Linked DNA regions of Sus scrofa: region 1 is linked to region 2. A link is a contact called in public Hi-C data. All regions are on one chromosome and are shown on one strand. Each heading gives the region's core, a stretch centred on a gene start, on an enhancer-like site or on the middle of the called end of the contact. The rest is flanking DNA. Distances are from core to core; before and after follow the strand shown. Region 1 holds the start of DSEL (dermatan-sulfate epimerase-like protein). Region 2 has its middle 140 kb from the start of DSEL.

The links. A called contact is a pair of places that touch in the nucleus more often than the background predicts.
Region 1: a Hi-C map of embryonic fibroblasts shows a contact between it and region 2, with 2.0 times the contacts expected there. The contact joins the promoter of DSEL here to the enhancer-like site in region 2. A contact is called at or near these places in 4 of 47 Hi-C or Micro-C datasets (embryonic fibroblasts, epiblast stem cells, fibroblasts and 1 more).

What each region holds. Positions count from the first base shown.
Region 1 is chr1:154,916,223-154,922,195 of Sscrofa11.1, reverse strand. It overlaps DSEL (dermatan-sulfate epimerase-like protein), which reads right to left and starts at 2,864. Exons shown (of 3, transcript XM_021099387.1): 1 at 2,505-2,864; 2 at 1-1,687. The coding sequence starts at 816. It overlaps LOC110261617 (a long non-coding RNA gene), which reads left to right and starts at 3,125. Exons shown (of 3, transcript XR_002345981.1): 1 at 3,125-3,231.
Region 2 is chr1:154,778,531-154,784,405 of Sscrofa11.1, reverse strand. No RefSeq gene overlaps it. Among named protein-coding and RNA genes, the nearest start is that of DSEL, 140 kb to the left of the region's middle. Within about 2 kb of position 1,720, at least 3 of the 83 cell types and tissues checked have an H3K27ac peak or open chromatin away from gene starts, as enhancers often do. A contact at or near this core is called in embryonic fibroblasts, where this site is marked.

The DNA.
Region 1 (5,973 bases), core at 1,615-4,114, 140 kb before region 2:
AGAACCATCGACAATATGATTCAACAGAAACATTGTCTTTTCCATCACATCTACTACCACCTGTTTCCAGAGATTTACTTGAGAGCCTTTATCAACCCCAGTCACCAAGGCCCCGGTGAGTAATGCTATCATATTAGTAGCTTGGTGGTTATGAAGAAGTTGTTTGCCCCATGAGCGGACCTTGGAATACTCATACATTTCTTCAGTAATAGCCCATATTTTTCCTAGGTATTTTTGTCTTCGATGATCATCTAATAAGTTATATAAAAAGTCAAAGGCAGTGGCAAAACCTGTTAAGGAATGGCCAACTGGAACCTCATCTCCTGGTGCATTCTCCACCAGCCAGTCCTTGTAGCCAACCATCCTGTCCATATATTCCAAGACAAATTCAAAGGCAACTTTGTCTTCTGGGCACAACAAACAGTACAAAGCTAAAGGAGGCAGATTGTTACCATAAATTTCATTCCACTTGGCAGCAAAATCAGCATGCTTGGGTGGAGGTAGGTAGTATGTTGGGTTGGACAGCATAACTGTCACTGCACTTCTAATAGCTCTAAAAAGATGCACATGGCTTGTGCGAGACTTCTGTCTCATTGCTTGGATCTCTCCGGCATCAAAATATAAATGTGGATGAAGCATACTTTTCTTCAGCTTTTGGTTGGGTCTGATATCTTGCACTTTCTGTGTCTTAAACTGATCTATGTCATCTGTGAAAACTGCCCAGTCAGAGTAATTGCTCACAGATTCCTCAAAAGTAGAGAAAGCAAACATCACTAACACTAAAAATAAGAAATGTCCTGTAAACATTAACGCCATGATCCATCGGGGAGTTCCTCTCCTTAGGCGTACGTGTCACACACAGCACTCAATGTGTTTCCCATCTGGTGAGTTTAAAACATACATTTAAGGCCTTGATAAAACAAAGACTGTAAATCACATACGCTGTGAAATCCAGCTAACATTCTGCTCATTCAAAATAAGCACAGTCACCAAAAAGAAAACTTATACTGTGGGTCTGTGTCCCTGACGCAGTACTGCTTTCAATAAAGCTTCAAGGAAGGTTAAAACCTCTAATTTTCCCATATCACACAGCAAACAGAGGTCAAACATACTATGAATTCACAATTTACTTCCTTGACATCAATCTACCTAACTTGACGAGTCAAGAAACACACGTTGTGAAAAAGAAAAAGCACTCCCAAATCCAAATTAAGAAATCATTCCTGCCGTAGGATACCACCACCTGTGATAGGATGCCTGATGCCTTTGCTTGTGTGTGTCCAGAGAAGTTGATGAAGTACTGAAATTCTTGGAGAGGATTAGGTTGTTACTCCTCTCAGCTTTTTACACTTCCTGCTTTGAGAATTTTTTCTTCCTCCATTTTTGAGATAAAAATATCCTCAACAAGTGTTCAAAGTCCTACTTGGTTTTAAAACACTCAAAATTCTTGCCCTCATTTCAGATCTGTCTTTCCAGGCTTACTTACTCATCAGCCCATTATGACCCAGAGAAAGCATTTTCCTGTCTTCGTTTATCAGCTTCATCAGTATGACTAGGAAAATCTCATCTCTTCAGCCACCTAGGTACTTCTCTTCCAATCATGAAGTAACCACCAACTGGGAAAGAAAACTCCCCTTTCACCAACAGTGAGGTCTCCTTTCTGCTCCTTTTTCATGACACTCTTTTTCTGGAGGAAAAACAAAACAAATTCTCTGAAGCTACTGGTAGGCTGGGAATGGACAAAAACGGAAGATTTAAATGCTCTACCATCCCTTCATAGAAATTTTAGAATCACAATAAAATCTGTTATTAAGTACAATCTAAGTTTGACCAAATGATTCTTTTTTCTTCTTATACTTTTCAATGCACACATTAGGATAACAATGAATAGTGGCAGAAGACAAGCGCTACAAGACAGAACTTACCCCGGAGTATTTAACTGTGTGGCTTGCTTTTAGTCTTGTAAAATGTTTTTAATTCAAGTGCAGTTAATACAAGGTGAGTCCTGCTGTCATTCTTGTTTGGATCATGAAGGACTCAGAGACAAAAAGCGAAAGTTGAAAGGACCATTTTGATTCAGTTCGAGGGTTTAGGTTTCAAGGGATCAGAAGGTGTCTTTGCAAGGGGAACTACCAAGAACAGGCACTTTTCTCCAAGGAGAAGTCATGACAACGTGTGGGAGCTCTGCTCCAATCTCTCTCGCCTGTGCCTCGTTTTACATCCTTACAAGAAGCCACCAGAGGGAGCTCAGACCCAGACTTAAGGAGCGGCTTCGCAGCTGCCCGTCTTGGCTTCTGAAGAACCTAAGCAAGTTTCAGTCTTGGACAAGTCTCCTCTCTGTGGGAAACATTAACGCTAGGAGTTTCCTGATCCGCCCTGCCTGCCTGTTGCATTTTTTTTTATTCGCTTCCTACGAACAGGCCAACTCTATCCCCCGCTCCCCATCCCCGACCTCCGGCTGTGGATTGGGGACAAGAGACCCCTAAATGGCCGAGTCTGCTTACCTTGGTAGGTCTGGATGGGGTCTCCCGGCAGCGGTGGGCCCCAACGAGACGGAGGCGGAGAGTTCGAGAAAACTGCTCTGCACAAGGAAACGGGCCGCTTGGTCCCCGGCAGGGCTCCCCGCGCCCCCTGCCCGGCACCCCCAGCGCTCCAACAGGCTGTGGCCCCGCGCTCGTCTCCCGCCCGGCACTGGACACGCCCGCTCTCGGGAAACGCCGGACGCCCCCGGGCAGCCCCGGACCGCAGAAGGCAGATGCGCGCGCCGTGGGCGCTCTCGGGGGACGCAGTGTCCAGCGGAGCGCTGGCGTCCCCAGGTCCCAATGCCGCCGCGGCCGCCGCTCCTCAGTGCCAGCTCCGGCGGCGCGGCCCGGAGAGGGCGAGAGACGGCGACGCGGGCAGGGGGCGGGGCGGGAACGAAACGAGGGCGGGGCAGGGGCGGGGCCTCTGGGCCTGGGAGGGCGAGGGACCGCGAGTCGGGCTGTGGGCGGGGCGGGAAAAGATGGGGCGTGGCCTCAGGGCCTCGGGCCTCCGGGAGAGCGAGAGCAGGAGATCTGGGGTGCAGGTTGTGGGGCGGGGCTGGAGAGAGGCGGGGCAGGGGGGTGGGGCCAGCGGCCCCCCCGCCCCCGAGATCCGAACCGGAGGAGTCTCTTAAGCTTGCGTGTTCCCGGCTGCAGTGGCTGCCTTGCGGTATGGGACGAGCGGGGCCCGAGCGGGCGGAAATTTGAGAGTGTGAGTGTCTGAAGACTTCTCCCGGCTGGCGGGAGGTCTCTGCTGATATTTCCCCTTTGGTTGTAAGGAAAGGACGATCAAACAGGGCTCGGAGGGAGAGGGAGATGAGAGAATGTTCTGGGTAGGATTAGAACTGTTGGGAGAAGCGGGCCGGGCAGGATGACGCTGTGGGATATCGGGAAGCACCCTTTAGGAACGACTGAGCAGTGAATGAATGTGAGTCAGCCTGGCTGAGGTTGGTGTCATTTAGAAATGCAAAATCAATGTACCAGATTAATATGACACTGACCTCCAGAGCACAGATACTAAAAATCAGAGGAAAACAAAAAAGACTAATCACCTTTATTGATTGAAATAAGTTCTCCAGCGGTATAAATATGGAAAATATGGGACAAACAGATGAAAGGAATCTCTTTCTTATTAAAGAAATGGAACCTGGAATTAAGACCCACAGGCATCGAAGAAAGTGTGGCTCAGGTACCATCATATGTGTGTGCAATTCCAGACTTTGGTACTCGTAGAGCAGCGGTGACTCCTATGTTACCGGACATAGGGAACTTCTCAGACATCTGAGATTACATTTCAGCAGGAGTCAACCTAAGGTTTGCCCTCTACCATCACAGATAACTTAGTAATAATAGGAAAACTGTGAAATATCAATTGTTTCAAATGAACAACCCCTCCCCAGTTGGGAATTGATGACACCTTCAGTTTCCTCCTATTCCATCCCATTTTGGTAAAATGAACAGATGTGCCTATTAAAAAGTGAGTGCCTTAGATCACTTAGTGGTAAAACCAAGCAGTAGATGTTGCTGGCAGAATAAATTTCAAAATAATTCACCTGGGAGGTGAAATGTGGCCTCTATCTCCTCATCGGTCTTCTCTTTTATCTCCTTGGGGACCCTCCTCCAGTCCAAATAGCCAAACTGGCTTTTGTTTTGGTGCTTTCATAACTATGCTTATCCTGTTCCTTCCTGCATAGCATTCTCTGCCCAACATCTCCATTTACTAGTTGAATTTTTTCTGACTGTTGAACTTCTCTTATCATACTTGTCTCAGCACAGATGCTTAAGTTTGTCTGTAAATACACCCTAGATTTTCCCTAACCAGAATGAATTACTCTAGCTCTCTATGATTTGTATCTATATTCAGCCTTTAGATCATTTGTTTTATGCTTAGTATTTTCCCTGGCTGACTCCTGTGTTCTGTTTAAATCTGTTTCAGGTCATGAGCAGTCTCTTAGTGCCCTTCATAAGGGCAGTATCTGTGTTTGAAATAAGTTGAACCTTCAGCAGTTGGACTCACATAGAGCATTGTCTCCTCCACTGAGGTCCATTCTGAAACAAGGATTCTCCTTGGAACTCCAGGGACAGAACTTCCTGTAAACATCTGGACTGTCCCCCCTGTGTGACCCAGATGAAAAAAGATGACCAAGGGCTTTCAGCCTCACTTATGGGAGAGAGTGGAGTTGGGGGTAAGAGGAGTCCAAACAGAGATTCTTATAATTTTCTGCAAAGAGGAAGCTTTGGAAACTGACTAAGAATCTGTGTAAACATAGTGAGTAAACATGCAGACCATTTCTCAGAACAAAATGTGTGGACAGGGTTCCTCTGTTCTGTGGATCCAAAGTGCCTCATGATGCTAAGGCAAGGTGGATGGTGGAGACTTAGAATGAACACAGACATTTTCCAGGGGAATATTTTAACTTCCAGCCAATCCTTTTCTTTTTAGGATTTAACATCAATATGATCATTTTCACTTTACAGATGAATGAATTCAGGTGCAGACATTGTGGCTCTCAGGTTTGCCCCATGCATCTGTGCTAAAGCCGGGGGATGGCCCTCACCTCTCAGCATTACCAAATGAGCTTTCAGGCTAATGCACTCTGAACTGGCATCGTCTCCCAGTTGTGAGTGCTTTGAAATAAAACAGAAGCTATGCTACAGCTGAACAATTCAAATCATTGGCAGAAAGTGTGGTAGGTAAATGGCACTATGAAAAATGAAAAGCATCTTGTTTCCTGTGAACTAAAAATGGATAGGTCCAATTATTGCCCCTTCCACACATGAAGACTGCACAAAGTTAGTTAATTATAAATAATTCATCCAACCATAGAAGGGATGAGCTATATGTTATATTACTGAGCTTTAAAAATCTTTATGAGTGTAGCAAGAGACACATATACCAACAGCTGCTAAATTCAGAATCCTGGGGCAGTATCTTATTTTAATATAAGGGAAGAACCACACAGTCTATCGCTCTAGGGATTTCCTGCTATATAAAAAGACCTTAAATCTACATGAGATTTTACTCGTGATTTCAAAGCACTTAATAAAAAGCTGTTTTGTTTTGTTTTTTAATTTGAATATCTTTTAACTCTACCCCCAGCCACACTATTTACAACACAGATAATGCTTTCTGGACTAGATTGCCCAAGGCAGAGGCTTCCTTTTTTCCTCCTGCCTATTTCCTTCTTTACTTTTTTCTTTTCTTTTCTTTTCTCATCCTTTCTTTTGTTAAATTCTTCAACACCTAGCTCAGAGCCCAGCACTTTGTGTTGTGTGTGCATTGACCGTTGAGCATGAATGATCACCCTCACTGCCAGAAGAGTAAAAAGTCATAAACATCGGAGTGGGTTGCTGAGCTCTGAGCAGAATCAGAAGCTCTAATTCTCCCAGTGGCTCTGCGGAACTTCTGCCTACTGCACAATCAGGAGTTGGAGCTGTGTCTTGGGGTGACTTA
Region 2 (5,875 bases), core at 471-2,970:
ATACACACAAATAAGGGCAAGAAGATAGATCTAAATAACTTTGCTGAATTGTTTCACTGTGAATATCCAGTGTATGAAATTAATTAAAGTACATATATTTGTATGTTTATACATATACTTTAACTTCAATTTTTAATTTTAATCCCCACAAACAATAAACAACACAAAACTCTACATTCTGGCAATAGCAATTGTAAACTTCTAATACAGCCTTAAATGGTTGATACCTTTTCCAATGTAATGACTAGTAACACTTATTTACAGGCTTCTACAAAAGACTCTATTTTGGATCAAAAATGAATACAAGGCACTTTAGATTCTCCTCCTGTTATATAAAGAAAAGGCACTATTTTACAAGAGAAGCAAAGAAGAGAACAGGAAAAGAGTGGAGCAGTCGATTGAAAAATCCTGTCCCTTAAAATTAGCTCTCCTGCCATCACATACCAATTTTTCTAAACTCTGTTCTTATGCCAGAGACTGTTCATCTGAGGCAATAGACATATGGGTGACATTGTGGTCCCCAGGAGATTTATAATCTAGATGAGATAATGGTTATATGAACATAGTTTATTTGTGAATTACAATAGCTGAGGCCAGAGAAATGTGATAGAAGGACTTATAGAAAATATTCCTATGGCCTTTTGAGTTTGGGAGAATTTATGAAAGAGTTATACTTATTATTTTTACATTTAATATTTTAGCATTTTTCTCATATAATTGAGACTGGTAGTACATGAAGTGAGTATTCAACTCAAGATAGTAAAAGGGAGAAAAGAACATAATGGCCCAATGGAGGGAAAATAACATGGATAAAGCATAAATTGTTCAACTAAAATGTAGGCAATACAAGTAGAATTTAATAAGTCATTTGGAATCACTACTTTTGAAAAAAGTTTAATTGAACATATTGAAACCCATGACTACTGTGTTGATTAATGCTGCTGGGGAACTGTGCTGTATTTCATTTCTCAGATGCTGTGCTTTTCCATGGGTCATGCAGACCCCTCAGGCAACACGAAAGAGACACTTGATCATGGGCAGTCTTAAAATTCCCCATGTCCACATGTCCTCTTTCCTAAAATTGATACACTAGGAAGACTCTTGCTCTAATGCCAACCCTTCTCTTCCTTTCACTAACACTCTTCCCAATTTACCAAAGAGAAAGCATACCTCTCACAAATCATAAGTGTTGGTAGCACATAAAAACCTCCGGGAATCAGAACTAACTACTTAGAGTTCAGAAGTTGGTGTCAGAAGGGCCTTACTTAATAAAGGAATTACTTTTAGTGAAAATAGTCTTATGTATATATTTTTGTTAAAGGCAACTTGCAATGTTGAAAATTGCGTGTTCTAGCCCCTTTGAATAATGTTTTGAGTTTAGTCTTATTACAGAACTGGGTGAAGTGACTGATAACATTTTACTGAGTGATTCTGCTCCTTCCAACCCACATTCATTGTAAAGAGTCAGCATGGTGACTGCAAGGCAAGGACCAGAGAAACAGCTAAGCAGCATGACGCAGTTCAACTTAAACTTACAGCCAGGTGTCAGGATTCTCTTTCTAACTCAGAATTAGAACATTTGAGGATGATAAAGATGATGTTGAGAAATAGCAGTTTGTCAAGAAGTTTCCCTCTTGCAGCTCAGTAATGAGAAAGAGTTTGGAGAGTGTGTTCACTCAGCCCATGATTAATTCTGTGTTGCAACTGCACATTTTTTGTGACTTGAAGAAGAGGTGAAACATTAAACCTTATTTCCGATAAGACAGTGTTGCAATTTCATGTCTGAGTTGAATATGCACTAGTCATGTCTTTGTTTTATAGTTTCTAGGACATTTGTTCAGATGTGGGAAAGAACAATTTCCATTACTTTAAAAAATTATTGTAGAGACAAAATCCATATATAAATGTTCCATCTTGCCCAGAATATGAAATTCATTCTCCCAGGACCTCAAGCCAAAACACTGGGATCATCTTTGAGTTATTTCTTTTTCTCACAGTCCTTTTCCAAAGGTCTAGAAAAACTTATGGGCTCTATTTCGAAATATATCCACATTAATCACTTCTCACCACCTAGTCACATTGACTGCAGTCATAGCTAGCACCTTGATTCAAGTAAGAAATGATTTCATATCAATATTTTTTTCCTAATTTATCTCCTTCCTTCTGCTTTGCCTCCTTACAGACTAGTCTCAGCAGAGTGGCCAGAGCAATGCTTTTATAATACAACTCAGCTCCTGCTCTTCTATTTTAATCTTTTTAATAGAATCCCAAAATGTTTAGAGTCAAGTTCCTTAAAATAGTTTACAGGTATTTCATATTTTATAACTTCTACTTTAGAGAAAATACAAAAATTAGAAAAAAAAAAAGGATTGAACCCTCTTTCCTCTCCAATGTTGTCTCTTTCAACTCTCACCTTCTTCTCCCCATTCACCTGTAGAGTTTTCTGATGGCCCTCAAATGTGCCAGGAACATTGCTTCCTCAGGGAATTTGCCTGTGTCACTCCTGCTCCCTGATATTCCCACCTTCCACCCTTGCTTCTTACTGATCTGTGTCATTTGAGTAAAGCTAAGCTTTTATAACAAAGTGATCCTAAATCGAATATGCTGAACAAGGAGATCTTTACATCTCCCAATTCCAGGCACGTCATTGCTCCACATCACTGTCAAGGAGTCTATATCCTTTCCTGTTTAGTGTCTTTATTCCTTTGGGACACCATTGTCATCAGCATGGTGAACATGAAGAAAGAGAAAATCCAGGTCAAAAGGATTTACTTTTTAAAAAAGTATGGTGTATGGTGGATGATAATTTCTAGGTCCATCCATGCTGCTGCAAATGCTGTTATTTCTTTCATTTTAATGACCGAGTATATGTGTATATGTACTGCATCTTCTTTATCCACTCTTCTGTTGATGGACATTTAGGTTGTTTCCATGTCTTGGCTATTGTATAGTGTGCTGCAATGAACATTGCAGTACATGTGTCTTTTTGAGTCATGGTTTTCTCTGGATAGATGCCCAGGAGTGGCATTGCTGAATCAAATGGTAATTCTATTGTTAGTTTTCTGAGGAATCTCCATACTGTTTTCCACCATGGTTACACCAATTTACATTCCCACCAACTGTGTAATATGGTTCTTTTTTCTCCACACCCTCTTAGCATTTATTGTTTGTAGACTTTTTGATGATGGTCATTCTGGCCGGTGTCAGGTGGTACCTCATAGTGGTTTTGATTTGCATTTCTCTAATAATGAGTGATGTTGAACATCTTTTCATGTGTTTTTTGGCCATCTGTATGTTTTCTTTGGAGAACTGTCAGTTTAGATCTTCTGCCCATTTTTTGATGGGGTTGTTCATTTTTTTGGTATTGAGCTATAGGAAGTGTTTATAAAGTTAAGTCAGTCAGACAATGAGACACCAGCATCAAATGCTATCACTGACATGTGGAATCTAAAAAGAAGGACACCATGAACTTCTTTTCAGAACAGATACTGACTCACAGACTTTGAAAAGCTTATGGTTTCCAAATGAGACAGGTTGGGCGGTGGGGGATGTACTGAGGGTTTGGGATGGAAATGATATAAAATTTGGTTGTGATGATTGTTATACACCTATAAATGTAATAAAGTTCATTGAGTAATTTTAAAAAAAGTATGGTGGAAATTGCATGCTTTACTTCTGCTGTTCTTTCACTGCAAATAGTCATAGATGGTTACCAAGGTGATTAGAAAAGTAGGCTATGGCAGGACTACCATGTGTGCAGAAAGGAGGGGCAGCCAAGAGTAGCAAATAAGTAACCAAGGAACCTTTGGCCACATGGTCTTTGCTTAAATATACCTTTTGGGCAAGTCCCTCCCTGATCCTCCTATCTAAAATTAACCTCCCCAATTCTTTCAATTTATGTATTTATATATTTATGCATGTATATATGCATGTATGTATTTTGGGCTGCATGTGTGGCATATTGACGTTACCAGGCTAAGGGTCAAATCAGAGCTGCAGCTGCCGGCCTACACCACAGCTGCAGCAACACCAGATTGAGCCACATCTGCAACCTATACCAGCTCACAGCAACACTGGATCCATAACCCATTAAGCAAGGCCAGGAATTGAACCTGTATACTCATGGGTATTAGTGGAGTTTGTTACCGCTGAGTCACAATGGGAACTCCTTAATTTATTTGCTTGCCTGCCTACTCCTACAAGAAAATAAGCTTTGTGAAGGCAATGATTTTGTGATTTCTAAATCCTCTACAACAATGTCTAAAATGAACAAAAATAGGTGACCAGAATCAATATTTTAAAAATAAATGGAAATTATCCAACCAAAAAAAAAGAAAGGAACAAAGGAGAAAAACTTTCCTTCAAAAAGACATATGCACCTACATGTTCACTGCAGCACTATTCACAATAGCCAAGCCATGGAAACAACTTAAATGTCCATCAACAGATGAATGGATTAAGAAGATGTGGCATATATACACAATGGAATTCTACTCAGCCATAATAAAGAACAAAATAATGCCACCTGCAGCAACATGGATGGAACTAGAGATTCTCATACTAAGTGAAGTAAGTCAAAAAGAGAAAGACAAATACCATATGATATCACTTATATCTGGTATCTAATATACAGCACAAATGAACCTTTCCACAGAAAGGAAAATCATGGACTTGGAGAACAAACTTATGGTTGCCAAGGGGGAAGGAGAGGAAATGGGATTGACTGGGAATCTGGGGTTAATAGATGCAAACTATTGCCTTTAGAATGGATAAACAATGAGATCCTACTGTATAGCAGGATAATGTGAGAAAAAGAATATATATTTATATATACACACATATATAAATATACATATATATATACATATATATATCTGTGACTGAGTCTCTTTGCTGTGTAATATAAAATTGACAGTACACTGTAAACCAACTACAATGAAAGAAATAGAAATCATTTAAAAAGAGAAACATAAAATAAACAGAAAGAAATATCAAAATACCTATTGCCTCAAAACCAAATAGTTCAGTAATCCAAATGTTTACACCTTTTTATTTCAATAACAGATAATTCTTAATGGAAAATGTTCTACAGTTTCAAAAACTTGCAATTTAAGAAAGTCAAAGGGCATGAATTACAGACCTAACAATGATAGCACACATTGTCCTATAGTTTATTTAACTCATGAGTTACAAATACAAAATCACACTCTGAAAAGACTCAGAGAAACATAAATCATGAAGTGGGAAGGAAAGCCCCTAGGATCCTTTCCATATTGTCAGTATCGTGAGACATGAGGCACTGCTGAGTGTAAGGGATGGTCTCTGAATGACTGATGTATGAATTGCAGTTAAGTTTTAAAAAATATGGAAACTAAATGGATATTCTGGCTGCATCAACTGTGTATTATATAATTTTGTTGAATCATGGATACCTGGTTCCTAGGGTCTCCTTCAAGATAATAGAATTTAATTTACTCTTCCTTACTTTTTGTTCTGGCCTGAATATACAGACTGTCCACCTTCTGAAAAGGTGAGAAGCTTGTGGATTCATGGCAGACGAATTTGATTAGCTATGAACCAGTTCAAAGGCAGGAATTTGGATATAACTTTAACATATAGTTAGGAGCATTTACCCGGGTTTGAACTATGACATTCATTTATGTACATTTTCCGTTGTACTTAGAATTAATTCAGCTATTAGCCTTCTTTTTAGAAAACGCTGGTATTTTTGATCTGAGAATTTAATATCCTTGCCTTACAGAGACAACCTTCACCTTTTAACAGTGTAACATTTTAAGTGCAAAGAGTAACTACAATCAATAGAGACCTTTTAAATTAATTTTCTGATCAAAATGAAATGAATAAATTGTTAAGC